7 separate regions of the Mus musculus genome follow, and all the other regions are linked to region 4. A link is a contact called in public promoter capture Hi-C data. All regions are on one chromosome and are shown on one strand. The core of a region is the stretch at or near the end of the contact, and the rest is flanking DNA. Distances in the headings are between cores, read along the strand shown. Region 1 holds the start of Soat2 (sterol O-acyltransferase 2). Region 2 holds the start of Racgap1 (Rac GTPase-activating protein 1). Region 3 holds the start of Faim2 (Fas apoptotic inhibitory molecule 2). Region 4 holds the start of Slc4a8 (solute carrier family 4 (anion exchanger), member 8). Region 5 holds the start of Krt18 (keratin 18). Region 6 holds the start of Krt78 (keratin 78). Region 7 holds the start of Eif4b (eukaryotic translation initiation factor 4B).

Evidence for each region. Promoter capture Hi-C pulls out the DNA fragments that hold promoters and counts their contacts.
Region 1: a contact with region 4 is called in a promoter capture Hi-C map of hematopoietic stem and progenitor cells, with 5 times the contacts expected there. The contact joins the promoter of Soat2 here to the promoter of Slc4a8 in region 4. A contact is called at or near these places in 19 of 39 promoter capture datasets (the 3T3-L1 cell line, 3T3-L1-derived adipocytes, the C10 cell line and 13 more) and 1 of 115 datasets of contacts at active chromatin or transcription factors (embryonic forebrain).
Region 2: a promoter capture Hi-C map of hippocampal neurons shows a contact between it and region 4, with 2.6 times the contacts expected there. The contact joins the promoter of Racgap1 here to the promoter of Slc4a8 in region 4.
Region 3: a contact with region 4 is called in a promoter capture Hi-C map of liver, with 3 times the contacts expected there. The contact joins the promoter of Faim2 here to the promoter of Slc4a8 in region 4. A contact is called at or near these places in 2 of 39 promoter capture datasets (hippocampal neurons and liver).
Region 5: a promoter capture Hi-C map of pre-B cells shows a contact between it and region 4, with 8 times the contacts expected there. The contact joins the promoter of Krt18 here to the promoter of Slc4a8 in region 4. A contact is called at or near these places in 11 of 39 promoter capture datasets (the 3T3-L1 cell line, 3T3-L1-derived adipocytes, embryonic stem cells and 6 more).
Region 6: a promoter capture Hi-C map of 3T3-L1-derived adipocytes shows a contact between it and region 4, with 6 times the contacts expected there. The contact joins the promoter of Krt78 here to the promoter of Slc4a8 in region 4. A contact is called at or near these places in 2 of 39 promoter capture datasets (the 3T3-L1 cell line and 3T3-L1-derived adipocytes).
Region 7: a contact with region 4 is called in a promoter capture Hi-C map of the SN4741 cell line, with 5 times the contacts expected there. The contact joins the promoter of Eif4b here to the promoter of Slc4a8 in region 4. A contact is called at or near these places in 5 of 39 promoter capture datasets (the SN4741 cell line, hippocampal neurons, liver and 1 more) and 1 of 115 datasets of contacts at active chromatin or transcription factors (astrocytes).

What each region holds. Positions count from the first base shown.
Region 1 is chr15:102,148,767-102,152,298 of GRCm38.p6, forward strand. It overlaps Soat2 (sterol O-acyltransferase 2), which reads left to right and starts at 1,809. Exons shown (of 15, transcript NM_146064.1): 1 at 1,809-1,946; 2 at 2,340-2,395. The coding sequence starts at 1,868. Igfbp6 (insulin-like growth factor binding protein 6) reads left to right here. Exons shown (of 4, transcript NM_008344.3): 4 at 414-746. The coding sequence ends at 536.
Region 2 is chr15:99,650,148-99,653,824 of GRCm38.p6, forward strand. Racgap1 (Rac GTPase-activating protein 1) reads right to left here and starts at 1,509. Exons shown (of 17, transcript NM_001253808.1): 1 at 1,360-1,509.
Region 3 is chr15:99,526,290-99,529,810 of GRCm38.p6, forward strand. It overlaps Faim2 (Fas apoptotic inhibitory molecule 2), which reads right to left and starts at 1,876. Exons shown (of 12, transcript NM_028224.4): 1 at 1,291-1,876. The coding sequence starts at 1,305.
Region 4 is chr15:100,759,756-100,763,455 of GRCm38.p6, forward strand. Slc4a8 (solute carrier family 4 (anion exchanger), member 8) reads left to right here and starts at 1,992. Exons shown (of 25, transcript NM_021530.2): 1 at 1,992-2,219. The coding sequence starts at 2,175. It overlaps Gm52175 (a long non-coding RNA gene), which reads right to left. Exons shown (of 3, transcript XR_003951485.1): 3 at 2,934-3,171.
Region 5 is chr15:102,026,960-102,030,824 of GRCm38.p6, forward strand. It overlaps Krt18 (keratin 18), which reads left to right and starts at 1,257. Exons shown (of 7, transcript NM_010664.2): 1 at 1,257-1,715; 2 at 2,507-2,589; 3 at 2,864-3,020; 4 at 3,660-3,824. The coding sequence starts at 1,320.
Region 6 is chr15:101,951,964-101,955,637 of GRCm38.p6, forward strand. Krt78 (keratin 78) reads right to left here and starts at 2,324. Exons shown (of 9, transcript NM_212487.4): 1 at 1,896-2,324; 2 at 1,266-1,480; 3 at 266-326. The coding sequence starts at 2,261.
Region 7 is chr15:102,071,860-102,075,661 of GRCm38.p6, forward strand. It overlaps Eif4b (eukaryotic translation initiation factor 4B), which reads left to right and starts at 1,914. Exons shown (of 15, transcript NM_145625.3): 1 at 1,914-2,104. The coding sequence starts at 2,092.

The sequences.
Region 1 (3,532 bases), core at 559-3,058, 1.4 Mb after region 4:
AGAAGTTTATAGCTCGTTGGCAAAGCTCTGCTTAGCAGTACTGTGGGCTCCATCTCTAGCGTGATCTGAAAGAAAAACAAAGGCCAACAATTGCAATGGGAGACTTAAAGTCTCTTCTAGGATAAGGCCTTGTGGTGGCCTCAAATGGGAGCCCTGGGGAATCACCTGGAGGCGTCTGAGCTGGTGCTGGTGGAGCCCCTTCTGCATTTTGTGACTCAGTAGGTCTGGGCTAGCCTGTGAACACAAGTTTCTAACATAAGTGATGTTGGGCTGTTGACAGAAACTGCATTTTGAAAGCTATTGCTCTGGCCTAGCAGAGTGGGCCCTATTCAGTAGGTAAAGCAACTAAGAGCTCTCAGATGCTTTCCTGCTCAAAGCCTGGACCTCACCCTGACCTGCACCTCTCTCCCCAGTGTCGTTCCTCGCAGGGGAATCGCCGTGGCCCCTGCTGGTGTGTGGATCCGATGGGCCAGCCTTTGCCAGTGTCTCCAGATGGTCAAGGAAGCACTCAGTGCTCTGCCAGGAGCAGTGGGTGAAGCCCCGAGGGAGCCTCCAGGACGCCAGCAGGAACAGGGGGCTGTCATTTGAGCTGTATGTGAAGCAATGAATAACTCTGTGCCCCAAGACCCACCTTCACGCCCCACCCCATTGTCCCTGTCACCCTTGGGCCTTTACACAGCTAGTTAGAAAGATTGCTGTTGGCTTGTGTACTAATAAAACAGTATTGGGGGGGTGTCTCTGGCTTACGTCTCTGCGTCTGTCTCATTCAGATCTGGGGCCTCGTGCTCACTGTCTCCCATTGGTCATAGTGTTTCTACCTTCCCTGCAGAGCACAGCCAGCCTCTTCCATTGCCCTTGGAATACAGTAGACTGCCACTGCCACAGGCAGCAAGCCCTTTCTTTATCCTCACCCGGATACCCACCCGGAGCTCCCTTGTGGGACTGACTGAGATCCTGGCCTCAGTCCGAGATCACAGTGATTACAATCTTGCTTCTATCACTGACCTCTGGACTGATGGAGGAGGAGGATTAATAGTTAATCCCCAGCAGGAATTTGCCAAAGTGGAACTCCCAAGGCACTCACCTGCCCTACTGCCTACCAGAAAGAAACAAATGTGCTCAGGCTCTGTATGGTTTATCCAGACTACCTCCAGACTACCTTATTTGTGCTGGCAATCACCTGATGACGTAGGGACATTTTGTCCCATAATTTTTTTTTTTTTTCAGAAGAAGCTTAAAAAGTTTGGTCCACTTTCCTGAAGTTACATAGGTAGGCAAGGCAACCCCTGGCGCTATTTACTGTTGAATAAGTGTGTGTCTGCCCTTTCTGCTTATGTGGTAACCCAAGGTGTAGGGAAGAGCTGACACTGAGGGGCCTCGACCATCACACATGACACAAATAGAGCTCCTGACAAAAATATTGTTGCACACACATGTCACTACAGGCCTCATCCTGTGCCCTCAGAAAAATGACTACAAGGTACACGAAGATGTTTCTGGTCCCTCCCTGACCTTCAGTCTTGGTAGAGAGAGCCAGGAAGAGCCAAGCTATGTGATAAGCCTCGGGGAAGCAAAGTCCCCCTCACAACCTGATGCACAGACTCACTCCCGAAAGTGAAATAGCAATAGCGTGAAGCTGATCATAGTGGTTGTGGTGAGAGAGCTGTGAAAGCCACAGGCAGGGCCAGAGTATGAGAAACACTGCCTGCAGATAACCTATCTAACCCTCAACGGGGCTCCGGAAAGGACTTTAGTCCCTGGAGTTGTCAGATCTCTGAGTGGGACACAAGCTCTGTAGGTAGATTGAGAAAGAAAGAAAGGAAGAAGACAGACAACAGCTGTGTGCTGTCCGCTCTACACTGGCACCATGCAGCCAAAGGTGCCCCAGCTTCGGAGGAGAGAAGGGCTGGGAGAGGAGCAGGAGAAGGGAGCCCGTGGAGGAGAAGGTGAGCCGCCCTCCCATCCCCCACGCTCCAGACACTCAGGCGGGCCTGAGATGGGTGTGTGTAAGAGCTAGCCGCTAAGGCCACTTCCTTTCCTCTGGCTGTTCTGGGAAGCCAGAGAAGGCAGTTTCTGCCCTTTTCCCCCCAGCACGCGGACTGGCAATGGAGAAATGTTCAGAGCGTGGTTTGGCCTTCATTAGGGGTGAATGGAGTACTTCCTTGTTTTGGGTCCCCTGTTTCCAGCAATTGCATCAGGCTCTTTCTCGCCACTGTGTGTGTCACTTCCCTGGCTAGTGGCTCTACCCACGATTCTAAATATTGACTGGGAACGGAGGCTGTGAGCACACAGAACACCTAACTCCTCCCTAGTGAGTCCCCTTTGGTTCTTCCTCCTAGGGAACGCAAGGACACACGGAACCCCAGACTTGGTGCAATGGACTCGACATATGGAGGTGAGGGATCACGGCAGTCATAAAGGACAGGCTGGGGATGTGGCTAAACTTGTAGAGTGCCAATCTACCTGATGCGCAGCACCACATAAAACTGGTGTGATGGCAACTGGTGTGATGGCAACTGGTGTGATGGCATACAGCTGTAATCCTAGCACTTGGGAAGTAGAGACCAGGTGATCCGTAGTTTGAGGTCACCCTTGGCCACACAATAACATCCAAACCAGATTGGGCTACAGAAAACCCTGTCTAAGAAATAAAAAGTAGCCAAGGCAGTTGTGGTACATGCCTTTAATCCTAGCACTTGGGAGACAGAGGCAGGCCTGGTCTACAGAGTGAGTTCCAGGACAGCCAGGGCGACACAGAGAAACCCTGTCTCAACAAACAAACAAACAAACAAACCCCCCCAATCATTATTTATCTAAGATTTATTTATTTATTTATTTATTTATTTATTTATTTATTTAATGTATATGATACACTGTAGCTGTCTTCAGACACACCAGAAGAGGGCATCAGATTCCATTACAGATGGTTGTGAGCCACTGCTGGGAATTGAACTCAGGACCTCTGGAAGAGCAGTCAGTGCTCTTAACCACTGAGCCATCTCTCTAGCCCTATTATTATTATTATTATTATTAGTAGTAGTAGTAGTAGTAGTACTGTGTCTATGTGTGTCTGTCTGTGTGTGTCTGTGCATTCCTCTGTGTGCATCTGTGTATCTCTCTGCGTGTGTGTGTGTGTGTCTGTGTGTATATGTCTGTGTGTGTCTGTATGCGTGTATCTGTCTCTGTGTGTGTCTGTATGTGTGTATCTGTCTGTGTGTGTGTATGTCTGTGTGTATCTGTGTGTCTGTATATGTCTGTGTAATTTTTAGAAGTCAGCTCTCTCCTTCCACTGTGAGTTCATGATCAAAATCAAGTCACAAGGTTTACATAGTAAATTATTTTACCCACTGGAATATCTTAGCAGCCGCAGCTTTTGTATAAATATTCAAAAACCTCACTTAAATTGTCTGGTAACATTGTTTGGATAATGCCAACCTAGATTTCTTTCCCCTATCCACAATTTTTTTTCAATTTTTATTAGATATTTTTTCATTTACATTTCAGATGCTATCCTGAAAGTCCCCTATACCCT
Region 2 (3,677 bases), core at 259-2,758, 1.1 Mb before region 4:
CTTGAATCCCAGTGCTTAGGAGACATAGAGGTAGGCAGATCTCTGTGAGTTCCAGGCCAGCCTGGTCTACAGAGTTCCAGGACATACAGAGCTGTTACACACAGCAAAACCCTGTCTCAGAATAGAAATAAAAACAGAAACAAACACACACCTACCTTTCATCAACCCAAAAGCCAAGTTGACCAGCAGACAGCACTGAAGTCTAACACAGCATAAGAGTCCCTATCTTTACTGCACCCTGGCAGCCTGACATGCAGCCTCATCAGTCCACAGAGGTTTTAAAGGTTAGTAGAAGACAGTCTTACGTGAAATTACATGTACAATTGTGCTGGCCTGTAGCTCAGCTGATACCATGTCTCTCTAGCATGACAAGCCCCTGGTTTCTGTCCTCAACACAGCAAATACTGAGAATGGCAGATCACACATGTAATCTCCAAGTTATCCTGTAATGCCTGTAATCCCAGCACTCCAAGGACAGGAGGCTCAGAAGTCCAAGGTTATCCTTGGCTACAAGAGGCCAGCCTGGGCTACATAAGACACTACCACACATACACGGAGTCCAGTTTATTTAGGAGTGATAGAACTTTAAAAGGTAAACAGTAAATCCAATAACCTTCCGATACACTATTGGGAGTACTGCAGTCAGTCTCTCCCCCTCTTCCTCTCTTTCTTCCTCTCTTTCTGAGGCACAAAAACAAAGCTCTCATTCCAAGGGAAATGAGTGAGCCAAATATAAGTGACCCTGGCTAGTGAACATGAATCCAGAATACCAAAATACTACGTTGTGATATAACCATTCTCACTACGTTTTATAGTTAAGAACAAGTCTTAGCTTTTCTGTTGGTGGAAGCTGTTCATATAAATTAATACACCCCAAAGGGTTTCACATGCAAATCACAGAACAGTAGGTAGGTCAGTGACAGAGGTGGGCAATAAATTATTAAAAGGGGGGGGGGCCTGGAAAAAAAAAATCACCCGAGATAGGCTCCGAATTTGCAACATTCCAACTCTCCACAACTAGGGATGTTCTAATGAGCCTTGTGGGAGACAGCCTAGAAGGTAGAGGCTCTCCACGTCAGGCCGCCGGGTTCCCCAAACACCTGATTTCTCCCTCAAAAGAGACTGTTCCTCGGAAAAGGGTATGAGGGGGCTCTCCCCGCCATTCCCACGCCCGGCACTGGGGCTCGCCAAGACCACCTTGAGGGAACCACACCCGCACCCGGCCGGCCACGCCTCAAAAGGACGCCCCGACTTTGCAAGGAGCGCCACGCCGAGAGCAGCCGGGTCCCGCCGCCCCCTCCCCTCGCCCGCCTCCCCGCCGCCCGCTCGCTCGCTCGCTCGCGACCTCGACCGGCTTACCGAGGCTCCCGGCCCCGCGCACACGCAACCCCGTCCGGCCCGCGGCGCTCACTCTCCGGCCGCCGCGCCCCAGGAGGGCTGCTGTCTACCAGCGACGCGCCTCACTAACGGCAGTGTAAAACCGCGCCGCCAGATCCGGTTCAAAATCACGCACCAGCCAATCACAGAGGAGCTCATAATCACGAAGACGCAAGTGTCAGGGCCAGGGGGCGGGCGCAAAACGGAATGGGCATGCGCATTACATTAGCGAGACGCCCGAAAGGCGGCCATTTTGACTAAGGGCACACACACAATTTTGCGGGAGTAGTGGGTGTTTCGTGGCCCGTGTAGGACTCACATTCCAGGCTCCAGCTTCCTTTCTTGCAATTATCCTAATGACCTGTTGACTAATTGCATATTATTTCTTGCCTCCTGTTTCCCCACGCAGTCAAATAGGACCCTTGGAAACTAATAACTGAATAGTTTTCGGGTCTCACTGTAGAATAGGAAGAATTCCAGAAGGAGACAGAGCAGCAATCATTTTAACCATATTTACTGAGCTATAATTATCCCTCCATTCATTCACGCATTCATTCAGACTTCTATTTGATGCACAGTAAGTATGCCAACTTCATAGCAAGCACTCTGCTAGGAATCAGAAAAAAATACCGATCATGTGGTCTCTGCTTTCCAGTAGCTATGAATGGGGGAAGACAGCTCAAGAAAACAAATAGAAATGCAAAATGAAGTGTTATAATTCCATTTAATAAGTGGCACTTAAAATTTGGCGTCGTATTGGTACAGAGGCTTTGAAACTTTGAAAGATCTGGACCCAACATCAGAAATGCCTTTTACGTACACCAGCAAACTATTCATCTTAATCTATTAGTGTGTTCCCAATGTTTCTGTTCCTTTTTTTGTTATGTCTCTGTGTTGGTGTCCCTTCCTTCCTGAATTTACTAATTACTGGTAGGTGTGGCTACTAGCAACTTGACAAAATACTGGCTAGCTAGAGTTTACTAGAAACAGTGATCCAGGTACACCCCTTTAACCCCAGCACAGCAGAAGCAGATTTCTGTAAGTTCAAGGCCAGCCTGGCCTGCCTCAGAAGTCTAACCACCAAGGGAACTGAGCCCTTCCTCGAACTCTTTACAACCGTGGTATTTTCAAAGGCAGTTCTGGGTGGGTGTGGTGGCACACACCCGAAACCCCAGCACTTAGGGCGTGGAGGCTGAGGGATTAAGACCAGCCTCTGCTACTTAGTTTCACACCAGCCTAAAACAAACAAAAAATCAGATCCAACCATGGCTCTTCCTTGCTGAAAACCATTAACCGTTTCACTTCTCCTCCTTAAAAAAAGATCAGGGTCTTTAACAGGGCTCCCCTAACCTGGGCTTCCGGGCTCTCCAGCTGCCCCTCCTGACTCCCTCCTGTCTACAGGTCCTGAAGTGCACCAAGCTACTCTTAGCATCCAGCGCTTGCAGAACTCTTGCTGTTCCGTCTGCCCCAAACATCCTTCCTGCCCATTCCCCCAACTTCATTTGACTAAGTCCTATCTGTCCTTTGGGCAACTTGAATTATTATTATTATTATTTTAATGCTTTCTTCAAAGGAGTCTATGCTGCCTGCCTCTGTGTGCTTTTGCTATAATTTCTAGCTCCCTTCCTCCTCTGTGTGAGTTACCTCATCGTTTTCTGATTCTTCTAGTTACTTTTGTAGGGCCTTCCACGTGCTGTGCTTTGGCTCAGGCATCTATAAGTGGAAACAATGTCTGACTCTCGGGGCCTTTCAGACATCCTTGTAAAATGAAGCACATGTCCCAGTACCAAGTATCTGCTCAGTAAATACCCCCTTGCTTTGCTGGCCAGTCCATCGGCTTCCAGAGAACCGCAGTAGGACTCCTTTGATTTACTGCTGCATTTAGCATGGTAGGCAGCCCCAACAAAGTCATTCAAGTGCAGGTGAGTTGAACTCTACCAGATGGTGGCAGTATTCCATCCCACCACCCAATCTACATATTCCAAACGATGTCCGGTGATGGGCCGGCTGGAGTGGGGGTGGGTGGGGCGGGAACGGGATGGAGACACTGCCCTCCAACCCCTCCACGGAACCCAGGAGCCAAGTATCATCTCACTCAGCACCTTTTGCCTGATGCACCAGACTGGTGAGGACCTCCAAATTGAGTTTTGAGCATTGGGAGCTGGGGTCCACTTGAACTGGGAAATGCAAAGGCTCCAGTTCCAGGAAGCATAGGGTTCGATCCTAGCTCTGCCACTTACGGGAGGCGCTGGCTTTTAACCTGGTTCTTGAGTGTCGGGCCTCTGGAGACGCAGTGGTTT
Region 3 (3,521 bases), core at 626-3,125, 1.2 Mb before region 4:
GGCTTATAGCACCTCGCTCCCCCCCAAAATAACACTGTGGGAGTGTGGAAGCAAGCAGCTGAGGAACTGAGGTACCTAACTAACAGAACAGAAAGAGGAGCTGGCTCCTAACCACTAGAACGGGGTGAGCGTGGAAGGGAAGGCTTCGATTTCCCGGGCTCAGCTCAGTGTCTCCTACCCCCTGGAAATGGGACCTGGAGCCCAGGCTCCTTGGCTCCCTTCATTACTTAGACTAAAGGGGGGCATGTCTAAGGAAGCTGCCATAGCCCCACCTTTCCACTCATCCCACCCCTGGACCTCTGGGACCCCACCACCCCTCACAGGAGGCATTCCCAAGTGGCCAGTGTCAGGAAGTAGTATCACCCAATGACATCATTTTGAGGCCTTTGAGAAGCTTGAACACAGAAGGGTCAGAGGATCTGAGCAGGGCTGCCATTAGTTCTGAGGTTGGTATCAAGGAAAAAAAAGCAAGGTTTAGGGAGGTCCTTCTTCTGCCTTCCCTGCTGAATCCAATCCCTAGCACCTCTAAACAGAGGGCTAGAGGACCCTCCCCCTTCGCCCTAGGCCCTGATGGTTGTGTAATTCCACAGGCTGTTGATGTTACATAAGCCATCTGCACCACCCGAGGCTACCCAGGCCCTTCCCTGTAGTTCAGACCTAAAATTGGTATATTGATGTGGGGAGGCAGGAGAATATGTTTTTATTCCAGCCAGTCCCATGTCTGGCCAAAACAAAAATCAAAGCATCCTTCTGCAGGGTTGCCATAGTAACTTCCAACCCTAGGAAATATATACTGATATCCAGAGTGGAATAGTGAAGGGAGTTGGTTAGGGGGTGTCTGGAAGGAGTGAAAGATCACCCTAACTAAGGTGGATGGGTCTGGCACTAAAGACACACTCACAAGCATTGCCCCTCAAGGCTCACCCTGCCCCCTAAGAAGGGCTCTCTCTCTTCCTCCCTCCCCCTGCCTTCCCCCACCCCCTTCCTTTTTCCTTCCTTCTTTCATCCAGCCTGGCTACTAACCAGGCCCAAGGCTCTGAGTTCTGTGATGCCACAACAAGGGGTGGGAGACAGAAGAGGGGAAGGGAGCCTTGGGGTTGGAAAAAGTCCTAAGCCTATTCCTTGAAATGGGCTGTTTGGTCCTCTTGACATCAGCAAAAGACCACAAGAACCTTTGCACTGGAGCCAGGGGAAGATGCTTAAAGAGGTTCAGAAAGCTTTCCCAGGGTGGCAGGGAAGTAGGGGTCCAGAGAGTGAAGGATGGTGCAGGTGGCGGGGACATGCCCCTACCTTTCCCTGGGTCATGATGTCTTCTCTCGAGGAAGGGGTCCCTGAAGCGGGGGTGGCCGCTTGGGTCACCGCAGCCTGCCTGCGTCTCTTCTTTCCTCCGCGTGGATTCTAGCAACATCCACTGCAACCCGGCCAGGCTTACCGGAGCGTACCATCCGCACACGGGGGGAGGGGGAGGGCCTGGGAAGATGCTGCTGCGGACGCAGGATGCTGCGGACCTGAGAGCAGGGCAAGACATGCGCTTTGGCCTCCTCTGCTTCTCCCACACACTTCAGCCATCCCAGGGGACCGGGGAGCTTTGCGCCGTGGAGCAGCAGGTGGATGGGTCCACAGGGGTGGGAGGAGGCACCAGGACTCCCTGACACCCGACCAGCTGATTCTGTCTGCCAGTGTACAGAGCTTGTATAAAGGCCTCATCTCAGCGCAAGCAGCCACCAGCTTCGGCCTTGTTCCCCCCTCCCTGTTCGAATGGCCTCAATTTGTCTCCATCTCCACAGCCCTCTCATCGTCTATTTCAGCGTTCACATAGACTGAGAAAGTTCTGGATGGCTTGCCTACTCTGCCTCCCACCAGGGCTCCCGGTCCAGCAGCCCCCAGCTCTCCCCTTGCTTTGGTTTACCCACTTGTAAAATGGAAGCAATAGCGCCCCCTCCCACACCCTGACGTGTCTGGGAGAATGCAGTTGCTGTCTCTTTCATCCTTGTTGAGACAGGTACTTCTGGAGGCATCGCTAGCTCTGCTTCAAAGCTCCTTCTTGCTCTCCTCTATCTGTTCCTTCTCAGCCTCCATCATTTTAATTCCATCCTCTCTTCATTCTATAGTCCACCTACCCTCTTCTTTAGCCTTATCCTAGGGGCTCAGTCAACCCCGATTCCTACTTTCTGAAGTTCCCACAGTGCCTCTGTGAGATTCAGATCTCACGAGCTGGGCTCAAGCCCCAGTTTAGTCAGCTACTGGCTGTGTGACTTTGGCAAGACTCTTACCCTCTCTGAGCTACAGCATCTCTCTATGAGAAGGAGGCTAAGAGCAGGACTGTGTTCTCCATTGGTTGCAAAGCCCTATGGGTAATAGTGGCAAGAGCACACTGAACACAAGTTCTGTCAGGGTGGGAGCTGTGTGAAGCCTGGAAGCAGAATGCACTGCCTCAGGTCTCCCAGAGGCCCAGGGCTAGCACTGAGAGCAGGATGGAGGGTCAAATCTCCTAGGAGAAGGTGGGAAATATATCCTGGAGAGGAGTGGCTGATAGCTTTCTGCCCTTTAGTCATGTAGTCCCCAGCCCCTGCATGTTAAGCCCTTCTTTGCCAGGTCGTCCCTGGCTCCTGGCACGGCTGTTCCTGCTGAGCCAATGCTCTCTCTCCCTCTCTACACTTGCCTCCTTGCCTCAGGAAGCCCCTGTGCCTGCTTTACTGCTCTTGTTACATAGTTTTGTCATCCCAAAGCAGCTCTCTGCTCTGTGGGAGTCTTTGTCTCAGCACTGAGCTTACTGTAGCAGGTTTTTTTTTTTTTTTTTTTTTTTTTTTCAGGTGCAGGTGTGTGAAAAGCATTCAAATGGATTGTTGCTAGTAACATTCTCAGATAGCTGGCACAGCAGCGCAGAGCCTGCAGTCAGAGGTGCAGGCTGTGCTCTTCCTGGATGAGAGAACACAGACCCAGCTTAGGGCCTGTTACCCAGGGCACAGTGAGTTTTGATTTCTCGCTTGCTTCATGGCTGCTGAGATATGGTCTTCGTGGAGAGCTCTCCCTCATCCTTTAGTCACAGTTCCGAACCGGGTACCTTGGACCCTTCTTTTAGTTCCCATCCATTCTTTTAGTTTCCAGTGGCAACTGTTATCTCAGATTCACATTGGTTTTGTTTAGTTCTCTCTCCCCCATCTCCACCCACTAGGGTATCAGCGGAGTGATTTGTGGGTGTTTTACATTGCTAGGTACCTGCAGGTTTAAAATGTGTATGGCACAGATATAGTACTCGAACATTTGGGGACTAAAGGCGAGTGACCTGAGAATGCTCAAGTGAGGGAGGAAATGTTATGAACATCATCATGTTTTCAGATGATGTGTTTCAGTACAAGTGGTGCTGCCATTGTGTGGACCCTGGTATCTGAAGGCAGTTAGATGTGGTGGTCAGAGCATAAGCCAAAGCAGATCCTGCCCTGTACTTCAAAGCTGCGTGACAAACTAGGTCCCCGCCCAGAGTCTCCGTGTCTTCAGTATTGAAAAATGGGCACAGTTTT
Region 4 (3,700 bases), core at 742-3,241:
GTGGAGTACAAAGGCATAGAAAGAAAAAACGTTGTGAGATGATAACCAGGCAAGGTTCCTTTTATAGATGATCAAAAATAATGATGTGAGTGATGGCTGGAGAGATGGCTCTGGGGTTATGAGCACTGACTGCTCTTCCAGAGGTCCTGAGTTCAAATCCAAGCAACCACACGGTGGCTCACAACCACCTGTAATGGGATCTGATGCCCTCTTCTGGTGTGTGTCTGAAGACAGCGACAGTGTAATCACATACTTAAATCTTATTTAAAAAATGATGTGCATGCATGCACATGCGTGTGTGAGTGTGTACATGTGCACATTTATGTGTGTACTCATGTATAAGTATGCATGTGGAGGCCAGAGTTTGATGGCAGACACCTTCCTCAATAGCTCTCCACTATTGTTGTTGTTGTTGTTGTTGTTGTTGTTGTTGTTGTGTTGTTTCAAGACAGGGTTTCTCTGTGTAGCCCTGGCTGTCCTGGAACTCACTTTGTAGACCAGGCTGCCTCAAACTCAGAAACCCGCCTGTCTCTGCCTCCCAAGTGCTGGGATTAAAGGTGTGTGCCACCACTGCGAGGCTATTTTTTTTTTTTTCTAATGTGCATTGGTGTTCTGCCTGCATCTATGTCTGTGTGCTACATTTATTTCTTGCACCTGAGGAGCTCAGAAGAGATGAAAAAATTCCCTGGGACTGGCATTCTGGATGGTTATGAGCCTCCATGGAGGACCCGGAACCCAACCCAGGTCCTCTAGAACAGCAACAAGTTCCCTTAGCTGCTGAGCTGTCTCTCCAGCACTCTCTGACAGAATCTCCCACCAAGTCTGCAGCTCATCATGGATTGGTTGAGACTGAGGCTGGCTGGCAAGCTCCGGGGACTCTGCCGTCTCTACCTTCCCCAGCACTGAGATCACAAGCTTTTGCCTCCAGACCCAGTTTTCCTAGGTGCTGCGGATTGAACTCTGCTCCTCACACTTATATGGTAAGAACTTTTTAGACCGAGCCATTTCCCCAGCTCCAGAGACATTAAGGCCCAATCTTGTTTCTTATTTTGATTACAGTGTGTACTGATGATATGTGGAGATTGAAAAAAAATATTTTTGTGTGAGATAAGGTCTAACCAGGAAGTCTAGGCAGGCTTGAACTTGCTGCTATCCTGCCTCAGCCTCCTGAGGGCTAGATGAGCCTGCACCACCATAAGGGTTGAACTTTGACATGTACTGGGTCATGCTCCTTTCTGCAGTTTTGGCAGAGGCTGAGATTGATTGCCACGATCCCTTTCCCCTCAATGGCTTGGACTCACCTCCACTCTCAGGAGACAGAAGACAAAGGCCCCTTTCTTTCTCTCAAGCTACGGATGGTTAACCTACTCTGTTTCCTTTTAAACTCAGATCAAGTCGAATGCCTTACTCCTCACTTTCCAACCTCGCCTCAGATCGGTTAGTTCCGCTGCTGAACAATAATTCGTCTTACAGTATGTCTTTTGGACACGTTGAAATCACCCTCAGCTCAACCCCCACTGTCTGCTGTCAGTCTTAGACTGGGGAGACCCGAGTCTCAGCCTCTTTGACTGCTTCCTGTCTGCTGCTCTCTAACGCTCTTCAATCTGGCCACTAACTCAAGGGTTAAAAGTAATTTTAGAAGGCTCTCTCTTCTCATTACTTCCTCCTGCCATCTTGGTTTCGGAGGGAAATTTTCTATTAATTTAAAACCCATCTTCCGAGGAATAAAATCAGAACAGGTAAACCTGACACTTTCCCAAGAGTCAGGTGCAGCTGCAAACAGAGGCAGGGATTTTCAGTTCCTAGCAAGCAGTAGGAAGGACCTCGGAGCCCGGAGGCCCCCTAAGGGGGGAGGCGGTTTCTAAGGCAACCGGCGCGGGGAGGGGGTTGGCTCTCTGGCGCCCTCCTCCCTTCTTCCTGGTAGCCCAGGGTACCGCCGGACAGCGTCCTCCCGTGCTCCGCGCGCTGATTGGCTGCTCGGGGCGCCCTCTGATTGGCTGCTGCGGGCGCCTCGCGGGCTGATGGCTATGAAGGTGGCGCCGGTTGATGGTTGACCGATCCTTGGATCCAGGGTAGGGGTCGCTGCGCGTGCGATCGTCTCACACTGGACTACAGGGCGCGGACTGCTGCAGCTCAACCTGGAACCTACCGGCGAGACCAGGCTCCGCCCGGCCATGCCCGCCGGGAGCAACGAGCCGGACGGCGTCCTCAGCTATCAGGTGGGCCCCGCCTCCCGCTCCTCCCCGGCTCAGCCTCGGTGTTCTGCCCACCGCCCCGCTCCTGCCCCAGCCGGGGTTCCAGGCGTGTCCCCGAGGGCAGGGGGGAGGCCCGCACGGGACGCCAGGGGGCGCTCCGGGTGGCCGGGGAGGGTGACCTTGGGCCGAGCCCGGAGCCGCCGGCACTGCAGCATCCCCTGCGTCGCCGGCTGCCCGGTGTCCCGGAGCAGTGACCTCTGTCCGCGGGTCCCGGTTGGCGGCCCACACCGGCTTCTGGCCTTGCCTAGTTATGCTGTAGGTGGACGAGAGGGAATCCAGGGACCTTGCGCGGGTCTTTGTGTTTTGACTCTGTTTCCTCAGTGACTCAGAGGAAACCTTGCAAAGACCGGGAGGCTGGGAACAGCCCTGAGAATGTAGCCGGCTTTGTGGATCCCTCCGTGCTGCCCAGACAGCTGACAAGTTCTGGGTATGGATGCACATGAACCAGGGGAGCCGTGAGGTGTCAACAGCGCCGACACCACCAGCCTTACCTAGAACAACAGGGGCGGCTAATGTTAGGAAGCATTGGACTAGGTGTGAAGGGTCAGTGGGTACAGGTTCCAACCTGCTTCTCATAGGCTTCGCGATCTGAGTAAGCTACCTGTCTCTTGGAACCTCGGTTTCCCCATCTATTAAAATGGAAATATGTGTACGGTTTACTTCACAAGGCTGTTTTAAGGACTCCGTGAAACACAGTTTATTGTGTGATATCCAGTGAGTAGTAGCTTTTTGAATTCTCACACCGGCTTTCTTGTGAAACCCGATCAGGTGTGGTTACTGCTGTGCCAAGAGGGTTTGAAGGAGGGAAGGGAGCTGAGCCGGAGACTAGTACCGAAGCAGGAAGGGTGGCGGGTCTTGGAAGCAAATGCCATGTTGACATCAGGAGTGGGTTCTGGGAGGAGGCATGGAGAACTTCCTGCATGTGGTGAATGAAGTGGGCATGACACACCCTGCCCCTCTTCCCGGCAAGTAGCCTTTGCTTGCCAGTCACAAAAATAGATCTAAGATCTTGGAAAACCTTTCCCCATCTGATCTTATGACATGCTATGTTATAGTCAACCTTTGTTTGGGAGACAGTGAGCAAAAATAGGCCATGCTCTTGCCTCTTCCAGCTGGTAGAAAAGGAGAATTAGCGTTTTTGTTTGTTTGGTTGGTTGGTTTTTTTGCCTTTGGCGGTTCTGGGGATGGACTGCCTTCTACTTGCTATGCAAAGGCTCTACCACTGAGCCATACCCTGGCTAGAAGTAAGAATTGTGTGTGGATGCCTGTGTGTGTGTGTGTGTGTGTGCCCGAGCACTCATGTGGTGGCTGGCCAGAGTTTGATATCTGGTATTCACCTTATTTATTCATACATGTTCTTACACTGAACATCAGCTGGCCATGAGCCCTTGGGATCAGCCTATGGTGAGGTCCTCTCACCCGCCCCGAATGCTGGTATGCTTTAA
Region 5 (3,865 bases), core at 7-2,506, 1.3 Mb after region 4:
GGAGAAGGGGACAGATGCAAGGGGGTGGCAGAGGTTGAGGTGGGGGATGGAGAGGCAGGCAATCTGGTTCAAACTTAGCTGTTTCTACATATCTGGTCTATGGACTCAGACCCCAACCTGTCCAGACACAGTATAATCTACAGGAAGGACAGTGGTTCTCTCTTCCTTGCTGTTCCCATAGCTACTAGAAGGTGTCTAGCAAATACTGGTTAAATCTATGTGCTCTTGGGTTGGCTGTGTTCTCAGCTGGTAAAGTGGTCTGCCTGAGGAGTATGAGGCCTTGGGTTTGGTCCTCAGCACCCTGTAACCTGAAAGTGATGGAGTCTCATGCCTGGGATCCCAGCACTTCAAAAGTGGGACGGGAAGATCAGGAGTTGAAGGCCATCCTCAGCTACATGGAAAGTTCAAGACCAGCCCGAGCTACATGAGACCCTGTCTCAAAAAAGAAGGAGGAGGAGGAGGAGGAGGAGGAGGTAAATGGTAGGTGTCCAGACATAGGGATACCTCTTCTACATAATCACAAAGGCCCCGATAAAGCCTCCAGGGAATGAGTTGAATGAGGACATGTGTACCCACGCGTTTGAGGATATGTATTTCCACGGTTCCCTATGGAGCCACAGCAGTGTCTTGGAACCATGGGGCCGGAGCAGAAAAACCAAGAGACCTGCCCTCAGGTTCGTGTTTCTCTTCTTTTTGAGCTCCCAATTTTCTTTCCCCAGGATTCCTGGGGTTCTAGGACTGCCCCCAGACTTAAGCTGGCGACATGCCACAAAATCTTCACCCTAGTGAACCCCTCTTCTGTCTGTGTAAATGGAGTTTGTTTGTTTGTTTGTTTGTTTGTTTGTTTTCGAGATAAGGTTTCTCTGTGTAGCCCTGGCTGTCCTGGAACTCACTCTGTAGCCCAGGCTGGCCTCGAACTCAGAAATTCGCCTGCCTCTGCCTCCCAAGTGCTGGGATAAAGGCGTGCGCCACCACGCCCGGAATAAACGGATATTTAAAACGCCATTTTTTGCCCTGAAAACAGACACTCAGGGGCTAACACCACCTGCTATCCTTTGTGCACCCCTTAGTTATCCACTCCCTGTGTCGGTGAGGATGGCAGGTATGCTGAGGGCGTGTGCAGAAGTGGAGAAGGGCTGCGACCTGTTAGGTCACAGGAATCCCGATCCTGGCGCCCCCGGCTCCGGTGGCTGGGGCGTGGCCTGCTGGGGGAGGTCCCTACCTCCTCCCGCGGCGATATAACAACAGGTCGAGGACTGCCACCCTCCGCGGCGGAACTCCTGTTCTGGTCTCTCGCTTCGCTCTCCTCTCCAGACAAGATGAGCTTCACAACTCGCTCCACCACCTTCTCCACCAACTACCGGTCCCTGGGCTCTGTGCGAACTCCCAGCCAGCGGGTCCGGCCTGCCAGCAGCGCAGCCAGCGTCTATGCAGGTGCTGGGGGCTCCGGGTCCCGGATATCCGTGTCCCGCTCTGTCTGGGGTGGCTCTGTGGGGTCCGCAGGCCTGGCGGGAATGGGTGGAATCCAGACCGAGAAGGAGACCATGCAAGACCTGAACGATCGCCTGGCCAGCTACCTAGACAAGGTGAAGAGCCTGGAAACTGAGAACAGGAGACTGGAGAGCAAAATCCGGGAACATCTGGAGAAGAAGGGGCCCCAGGGCGTCAGAGACTGGGGCCACTACTTCAAGATCATCGAAGACCTGAGGGCTCAGGTAAGGGGCCTAAGGGGGGAGGGGCAGTAGCTCCGGGCTGTTCTGTCTATCCAGTGTGCCCACACCCCCAAACTTGAATAGAGTGTGGGCTGTTGACTCCCTCCACTCTTTCCACATTCACCACATCCCCCCACACACACTCTATGGGACGGAGTTAGGAATACTCTGGACTCTCACCCACAACCTGTAGGAATTCCAAGCGTAGTGGTTACACACGCGAGCCGGCTTCCCCCAAGCAGTGTAGTGGGAAGAGAACAGGATTGGAAAAAAAATAAAATAAAAAGGTGTGTGTGGGGGAATCATAAAATGAACTCAGACACTCACTTCTTTTCCAGTAGGAACAGTTAGAGGGTTAAGCGGATGTGGCTAAGGCTGAGTCATCTAGGAGTAAACAGGAGCTTACCTGTAGGAGGGGCCAGCGGGACAAGTGGGGGGGGGGGGCGCGTCCCAGGACGGGGGGGGGGGGGGGGGTTAGCAGGTGCACCTGGAGAAGATGCCAGGAGAGGATCAGAGAAATCTTGTTGGAAGCTGCTCTTTTGTAAGCAATCCAGATAGTGCAGGCCCTGGCAGAGGGGCAAGGAATCCAGGAAGGGAGAGGAGGCTCAGGTGGGAAGGGAAGACAGAAATACACGCCTCTGACTGTTCCTGGGACTGGGATGGATTCACTGAAACACAAGACGTGTTTTCTCATCCCCCACTTCTCCACACACACACACACACACACACACACACACACACCCTCATGTGACCCGGAACTCTCAAAGCGACTCTCTCCACTTTAATCCACCCAGATCTTTGCGAATTCTGTGGACAATGCCCGCATCGTCTTGCAGATCGACAATGCCCGCCTTGCCGCCGATGACTTTAGAGTCAAGTAAGTCCGGGGCTGCAGCTGGAGCTAAGAATGGCCTACTCCCAGAACTGTATTAGAGTAGGGTTCCTTCCTTTCCGAAGTTTATTCAGGTTAGGGTTCATTGACTACTGAGTTAGCTCTTCATCTGTGCAGCCCAGTTTAAGCAAACGCTCCAAGGCCAAGAATCGTGCTAAGGGAATGACTCCGTGACTGTTTATGGTGGGCACGGGGCTAGTCTATGGAGGTGGCACTGGTTGAGAAGGTTCAGGCCCTCTGATCACCTCCACTCCTTCAGGTATGAGACAGAACTAGCCATGCGCCAGTCTGTGGAGAGCGACATCCATGGACTCCGCAAGGTGGTAGATGACACCAACATCACAAGGCTGCAGCTGGAGACAGAAATCGAGGCACTCAAGGAAGAACTTCTGTTCATGAAGAAGAATCATGAAGAGGTAAGCCGGGCCACTGACCAGGCCTAGGAGCTAAGGGCCAAGACTAGGCGGGCCAGGCTGCCCCCAAAGCAGCCTAGCATGGAAGCAGAAGCCCCGGCTGTTAGCCTGTTTTGATTAAGAGCAGAGCCATTGGCTCACACATGTTCTATGGCTCACCTAAGTTACACTATTGAGAGTCAAGATAACATTAAGCCAGTTAAGGCCTGGCTTGTGCATCACTACCTCCTGGAAAGCTGAGACAGGAGGATTGAGTTCAATGCCATCCTGTCTTAGTCTAGTAAAACAGAGATTGTGTGAGTAAGACCCTGAGTTGGAGGCAAAGGTGGGGACTGCCAGTCTTAGGAGCTGGTGCTCATGTGGGCCTTCTGGAAGAAGCTTAAGGTAAGATCTGTGGAAGGAAAAAGCAGCTACAACGAGGAGAGGATATCACCAGCGAGTGGCAGGTTCAGGCTGTCAAGGAGTGGCATTCCCAACCAGCTGGAGCAGAAGCCCAGTCTTAGGCTTGCCAAGGGTTTCCTCTGCTCTCTTCTGCCTTTACACTCAACATCACCTTCTAGAAAAGGCCATCAGTAATGAAAGGCTGGGCTGAACTGACTTTAAGTGTCACCTGCCACCCCCCTTTATTTCTGCCTTCTTTAGGAAGTCCAAGGTCTGGAAGCCCAGATTGCCAGCTCTGGATTGACTGTGGAAGTGGATGCCCCCAAATCTCAGGACCTCAGCAAGATCATGGCGGACATCCGCGCCCAGTATGAAGCGCTGGCTCAGAAGAACCGCGAGGAACTGGACAAGTACTGGTCTCAGCAGGTACAAACTAGGAAAGGCTAGCTGCCCGCCCCCACTCCGCT
Region 6 (3,674 bases), core at 1,074-3,573, 1.2 Mb after region 4:
TGGTTAACCCCAACCCTCTGTGCTGCCTCTACTTCTGCCCCTGCCTCTTGCCACCCTGTAGTAAGCCCAGAGCCTGTCAAACAGCACTTCAGTCAGATCTTGGCTTTAAATCACTGTGTCTAGGTAAATATCCCATCCTGTCAGAGGGTGACTACATTCAGAGTGCCAACGTGTCCTTGATCACTATCTCCACCCTCTGGCCTCCCAGCCCAGGACCAGGCCTAGGACATAGTAGGGGCTTTCTGGGCGTTTGAGCCCCTCCCACCTTCTTAAGGACCACAAAATCATTCTGCACAGAGGCGTGCTTGTACGCTTCCTGGTCATACCTGCAAATGGAAAGGGGGAGTCAGGCACAAGTCAGAGCCCACCCCAACATTCTGTACCACCAAACTCTGAGTGTCTTCAGAGGCCTCAAGTCAGGAGCCACCATTGACCTCTCTCATTTCCTGTTAGGGGGTTCACACGGCCTCTCTATACCCCTGTGTCAGACTCTCAGCCTGTATCCCAGAGGACAGCAGGCCACGTGTTTTGATGGTTTCCCAAGCACTCAGAGGCCTCTGAACAGGAAAAGAGGGTTTTGTCATGGCAACAGGACACTCCACAGCAGATATGAAACTTTGGGTGCTTCTTCCTCTACCCCCTGGCCCCCATCCTGCTGCTTCCCAACTAGCCCTGAGGACCACAAAAGGAGATGACCTTTTCCCAGAATGTAACAGTAGAAACCACCACAGCTGGGAGAAGCAAGAGGCCTGCCCTCGCTCTCCAGCCCTCACCACCCCTCAGCCCAGGGCTGTCTGCCCAACCAGGCTGCCCAGGTAGAGGGTCTAGAACCACAGTCCAGCCATAAATCACACCATGGATCTGGGGATGTATGCACTAAAGTGACTTTCCTCCACCCAAGACCAGAGCACATCTGAGTCATGTCAGCCTCATAGCCTGCTAAACAGGAATTTCTCGAGAAAGCTATCAAGATGTTGTTTAAATAAGCCCTTCCCAGTCCTGACCAAATACATGGTCCTTTGTGGCTAGGCTTCAGCCCTCTGGAGAGAGCCTTCAACATTTTCCCCAGGTCTCTCTGGGCCTGGATGGGGGTGGGAGTCTCCTCTACATATTACAGGTAAACCTTGTGAATGAGGAGAGAGGAAGTCAAGAGCCAGAATGGAGGTCAGTCATGCAACACTGGGTGCTGGACACTTGGGAGACCCTCAGGCAGGCAGAGCATCACGCACCACCCCCCAGACACCACACCCAAGCATTTGCCCTACTTGGACTTATATTCATCCTCCTGGTCCTGATAGGTCTTCAGCTCAGAGTCCAGAGCCCTTCGCTCTCTCTGCAGCTCCTCCAGCTGCTGCCTGAGTCGGGCTAGGCAGGTTTCGAAGATGCACTCTAGACCCTGAGGGCTGCGATTGCCCTGCAGCTGCTGCAGCAGCTCCCACTTGGTCTCCAGTACCTTGTTCTGTTGCTCCAGGAAGCGCACCTATAACCAGACACAGGGTCCTGAGACTCCTGGGACTTCCCTGGCCCAGCCTCTGGAGAGGGAAGCCTAGAGACCCTCTTATGGACCCCTTTTTCTTGCCTTCCACCCCTGCCTGTGCAGAGGAGCCTCAAGCCCTCCCATAAGAACCTGTGCATATCCATGATGGGATGCAACAAGAGATCAGACTTCCTTCTCATCACTAGCCAGCTTCTCTGTGTCCCTGAGTCCCAGCCATGGAATAGCGGGGCATTGGCAAACCAGAAAGCCTCTAACTAGACCCTGGGAGGACATCCTTGCCACTGAAGTGATTAGAAAAAGCGGCAGGAGGTTGGATTTCCTCACTCTAGTTCATCTTGTCTAGAGCAGTTGTCTGTGAGAGGCCCAGAGGCAGGGGGCCAGGCTGTTTACCCCTCACCTTGTCAATGAAGGAGGCGAATTGGTTGTTGAGGCTTCTGATCTCTCGAGTCTCCTGTGTCTTCACCACCTGGAACTGGGGGTCAACCTCGATCTTCAGTGGGGTCAGCAGACTCTGGTCGACAGTCACTGCTTGGATGCCCCCTGGAGGGCACTGGGAAAATCCAGGCCCTCCCTTACCCTGCCCAAACCGTATCCCTTGCCTGGTCTCTGCCCCCCAGGCCCTCCCACAAGAGCTTCCTCTGCATCTCCTGGAGGAACTAAGGCTCCTGCTGCTGAAGCCAGTCCTGCCCCGAGCCCCTGAAAAGGCAGAACACGCTGAGTGGGCGCTGAAGCCCCTCTGGGCCCGGCATGGAGAGAGAGACATGGCAGAGACAAACAGGCCCGCAGCTTCAGACAGACTGGAGATGGTCACGGTGTATGTGCTTCTGCCCTGGGGCCCTGGCACGAGACTTTTATCCCCTCCCGTCCTTGGGCTGGGCCTTGGAGAGCAAGATGTTCTCAGTCTGACTGTGTCTGCCACTTGCTGCGGCTGACCTGCTCTGACACACCTGGGGAATGGGTACGTGGCACGTGCAGAGCCTGAGGTAGGAGACCCAGTCCCTGCCCCAGAAGCCAACAACATGCAAGCATCTCAAGATCTGAGCCACGGTTCTAGGCATCAACATTACTGGGGGGTATTCAAGGAAGGCTTCCTGGAAAAAGAGTGAGAAAAGTTTGTGCAGAGGAGAGGGTAGCATGGGGAAGTTGGACAAGGGAGAGCACAGCTCCCAAAGTGAGATCCAACCCCACAGAGACAGCACAGACCCTGAACAGCCAGGCTGGCAGAGGTTGTGCAGCAAGGACACACCATGATGTAGAAATGAACAGAAAAGCAGGGCACCCAGTCCCTCCTTTGGCCCAACCCAGCAATATCATCCAAGAGACAGCACCTGCCCCACACCGAGCAGGTATCTTTAGCCAGGATCTATACAGCAGCAGCCAATCCTGTGCTCTATTCCTCCCAACACACTACCCCAGGTCCCTCCAGCTGAAGCCCTTCCAGTGGATAAATGAGTGGCAGCCACTCCAAAATAAACTGTGCATCTAGGAGACTATGCCTAGAGCAGAAACAGAGGGTCTGGGATTCTCCCAGGATGGATCCCATCCCTGGTCTAGCAGGGATGTTCACCTAATATTACTGTGGTCCAACCTCCAGCCTGAGGCAGGGTCTCCTCATCCTGCAGGTGGTCCAGCTACTCCCGGGGAACTGCTAAGCCTCTCATCTCTGATTCATGGGGTTTCCTTTAGTGGGACAACAATGGCCCTGTTCCACTTCCTCTCCGAACACCTGGTGAATGCTGAGGGTGGACTATTTGGGGGTCTTTGAGGATGTGACTCCAAAGGAGAACAAACAGAAACTCACCAAACGCTGGAGAGATGCTATGAGGAAATCATTCTTGGCAATTAGCACAACCCTACAGGTGCTCCACCCAAGCCAGACAGCTGTGCACAACATGGTTCCGCTCCCTCCAGGAGTGAAAAGCCCCCAGCCACCGGCATCGCCTCGACGGACATCGACGGACATGAAGAACGTCTCTGAGGAGGCAGAGGTAGCAAAGAAGTTCAAGCAAGGTATGAGGGGTCAGGGAAGCCAGAAAAGAGGAGAGAAAAGATCCAAGAGAAAGCTGCCAGGATAGAGGAAGGGGAGGCACACTGAGCTGCCTGGAATCTACTTGGACCCCACTAAAACCTCAGCCCCAAAATATCCCCCACCACAGTCAGAGGCACTGTAAAAGGA
Region 7 (3,802 bases), core at 664-3,163, 1.3 Mb after region 4:
AGAGAGAGGTTTGGATTAGTGATTTGGCAGTGGGTTGCACACGGCCTTATAAAAGCTTATTTAGCTTTCATTCTAACACCCAGGAGGCAGAGGCAAGTGGATCTCTGGGAATTTAAAGCCAGCCTGGTCTACAGAGTGAGGTCCAGGACAGCCAAAGGTATGAAACAGAGAGACCCTGTCTCTCAAAAAAAAAAAAAAAAGTCTTATTTTGTCCATGTCAGTGTGGCCATGTTTCTCAGCAACTGTTCAGATCTCTCCTCCAGGAAGACGTGTGGCAGCCATATTCTGCATGCATTGCAGTAGACAAAGCCTTCAGGCAAGAAACCCAGCTAGGAAGTTAATACAGTGGTCAGGCTGAAAACCATTGGGGAAAAGCAATAGCAAATTAAAGGAGAGGGACTGGGTAGGTACGGCTATCAAACCTTGACAAATGATCTCGTTGTCTCTTTGTAGCCCAGTCTGATCTTCACTTGTTCTGTAGTCAAAGCTTGCCTTCCACTGATCTTTCTATCTCAATCTACCAAGCACGGTGATTACCACTTTTGTATGTGGTGCTCCATACTGAGCTAAGAAAAGTATTTCTGTCTTCTTGTTTTGTTTTTGTTTGGTTGGCTGGTTTAGGGGTTATTTTGTTTTGTTTAGTTTTGTTTTGAGACAGGGTCTGTGTGTATGTAGCCTTGGCTGACTTGGAACTGGATATGTAGACCAAATTAGCCTCAAACTCTCTATACATAGAGATTTGCCTTTGTCTGCCTTCCAACTGTAGGAATTAGAGATGTGTGCCAGCTGGGCATGGTAATGAATACTGTTAATCCCAGCATTCAGGAGGCAGAGATAGGTGGCTCTCTGAATTTAAAGTCTTGCCTGGTCTACATAATGAGTTCCAGGACAGCCAGTGCTATGTAGAGAGACCCTGTTTCAAAACACCAAATTAAATATAAGTAAATAAATTAATTAAGGGTATGTGCCACCATGCCTGTTTCTGCAAATCATTTTTTAAAGTATATTTATTTTTATTTTATGTGCATTGCTGTTTTGCTGCATGTATGTCTATATGAGGGTGTCAGATCCTTTGGAACTGGAGTTAGAGTTGTGAGCTGCCATGTGGGTGCTAGGAATTCTGGAAGAGTAGTCAGTGCTCTTAACCGCTGAGCCATCTCTCCAACCCCTGTTTTTATTTGTTTGTTTTTTGTTTGTTTTATGGTTTGTATGTTTTAGGGTCATAAAAAAATTTTAGGAGCTGGAATTGTGGCTCAGTGGCTAAGAATGTTCCCTGTTCTTGTAGAGGGGCAGGCCATCTGGAGTTGTACCCAACTGCCTTTTACTCTATTAGCCTACTTACCTGTAATGTTTATCATTTGTAGTATTTTATTCAAGGTAGTTTTAATCCCTTTTTATATCCACAAATGTCTGTTAAACAGTGCCTGGCACGTGGCTGGTGTTCAATAGTTTCACTTTTTGAAATATATATTTTTAAAAAAAATGAAGCATTCGCTGTAAGAAATGTGGCTAGCCACTCGGTGCTGGCCCTTGTCAGTCCATTGGAGGGTTAAATGAGGCAAAAGCCCATGGTTCAAATGTTACCTTCTTAATTGAAACCATTCTACGGAACATTATATTTTCTTTGTCTTTACAAAAAGTGATTTAAAAAGAAACTCAGAATCTTCCCTTCGGAAAAAATCAATTGTGGCACACCCATTCTAGATTCCAAGTCCACTCTGTTCCATAGAATCAGCAAGTGCGACCCCGCCCTTCGCGCCGATCCAGCACCCACAAGTCTGTGCGCCAGGAGACTCCGCCCCGGGCGCAGATCGGACCGGACGGCCGCGCCGGGCCCGACGTAAAGCGAAGGGTTTCGCGACAGCTCAGACTCCACCCCTTCGGCCACATGTCGCGCAGGTCTTCCCGTCGGACGCCGCGCCACCCCCTCGCGCTGCTTTACGAACCCAGCGCGGCGGCGGCGCCCCGCCTTCTGCCTCCGTCCTCGGCTCCCCGCCCCCTCCTGGTTTCACGTCTCCAAGCCCGTCGCGCCCGCTATAATCACGTGACTGCCTCATCCGGGTCCTTTGCGTTCTCTCTCCCTCTCCCAACATGGCGGCCTCAGGTGAGTGAGCGGCCGAGCGTGGCCAAAGACCAGGCTCGGAAACAGCCTCCGGGCTTGGTCCGCTCCTTGCTGGAGGTCGGGGGCAGGAGGCACCGGCTCCTTTCGGACCTGGGGGCAGCGGCAGGCTAGCGGCATGGCCGCTTGAGGTTACCGCCTCGGGATGTCTAGGGGGAGGGGAAGGCCTTCCCCTCCCCCTCACACCCTTTTCACCCCGTTGCGCGAGGTTGGAGTAGGCAGAAATGGTGGACCCTGCCTTCAATTGGAGGAGGCAGCACAGAGAGACGTGCGGGAGGCGCGAGGCTCTCAAAGGCGTGAAGCACCGCGCCCGCGCCAAGGCGCGGGTGGAGGAAGGAGGCGGTTGGCGCGCGGACCGGAACACATTGGGCCGGGTCTCCAAGGCGCGAGGCCGTTGCGGACCCTCGTGGGGGCGGGGGGGTGCAGTTAGAACGCGAGCGCGAGGCTGTGGAGGGGCCGATGAAAGCAGCGGTGCGCGTGCGCGGCACGGGCGACGAGGCGAGGTGGTGGAGAAGGCGCGCCTCAGAAACACGCGCTGCTGGACTCCAGATGGGAAGCCTGGATGGACCTGGCTTTTGCTCGTTTATGACCTTGTACTTTAAGCTTTAGTCGGTTTGGGAGCGTGGCACGGCCGCTGTACTCCCAAGCGAACGCATATTAGGTTTGGCCCCACTATAGTTGGGGGTAGGGAACCCAGGGTGCTCCCACGTGTTAGGTGCTGTAGGGATAGACACCTAGATTTCTCCTGTGCCTTTTTCTTTCCACCTCTTGATTCAACCAACAGTTTTTATTGAGTGCACACTATATGCCAGGCAGAGGTGGGGAAGGAAATCGGGGCGTTGCATTATATAGAACTTCCATTTTTTGGGTAGTTTTAGTGTCAGGATTCAGCTTTTGTCATTTTCCCAGATAACTGGGAAACTTCCAGAAGGTGCTATTAAAATAGTGGCTAGAGGTTCTGCGTGCGTTTGTTTGTTTGGTGGAATGTATATTCCCTGCATTGCAAGTGAGGTTTGTGGAGGTCGTTTCGGGTTTTGTTTTTTTGTTTTGTTTTGTTTTCCAAGTTTTTTGCTTTTTGGGTTTTTTTGGCATTTGCAGTGGACCTGTGAATACCAGAGGGCTTTTAGACACCCAGCATTAGTTTTCGTTTTAGTTTATTTTTTATAGCATAATCTGTTAAAAATACCTTTTGGATTGCTGTGCCTAAACTGTGCGACAAGGTCTCTCATTTAGCTCTTGACTATCTGACCAGGCTTGCCTTGGGGTTGTTGGGATTAAAGGTGTTTAGCAACACGCCTGGCAACATTCAGTGTCTTAACCAGAAGTCCATCTTTTCTAATATTACAAGGAAATCGGGTTCTGTCTTTGGAAAACTTTCTCACTGAATCTACTGCCTTCGGCCATGAGAACTTCCTTTCCTCCCCTGCATTGCTGGACATTGAACAGAGTTTTTGGCCGTGCCAGGCAAGCACTCCAAGCTAAATCCCCAACCCTGGGTAACAGCTTTTGTTAGTAGAGCACTTAATTGAACAAGCCTGTGAGAGCATGTAAAGAACTGGTGGTTTCTCCAGCTGAGGAAAAATTGCTCAAAGATTTGTCGAGGGTCACGTTGTTTGCAGGTAGCAGATCAGACAGAGTCACAGTCCTGGAAACACCAGGTTCCTAGCTGGGCTCATTAAGATT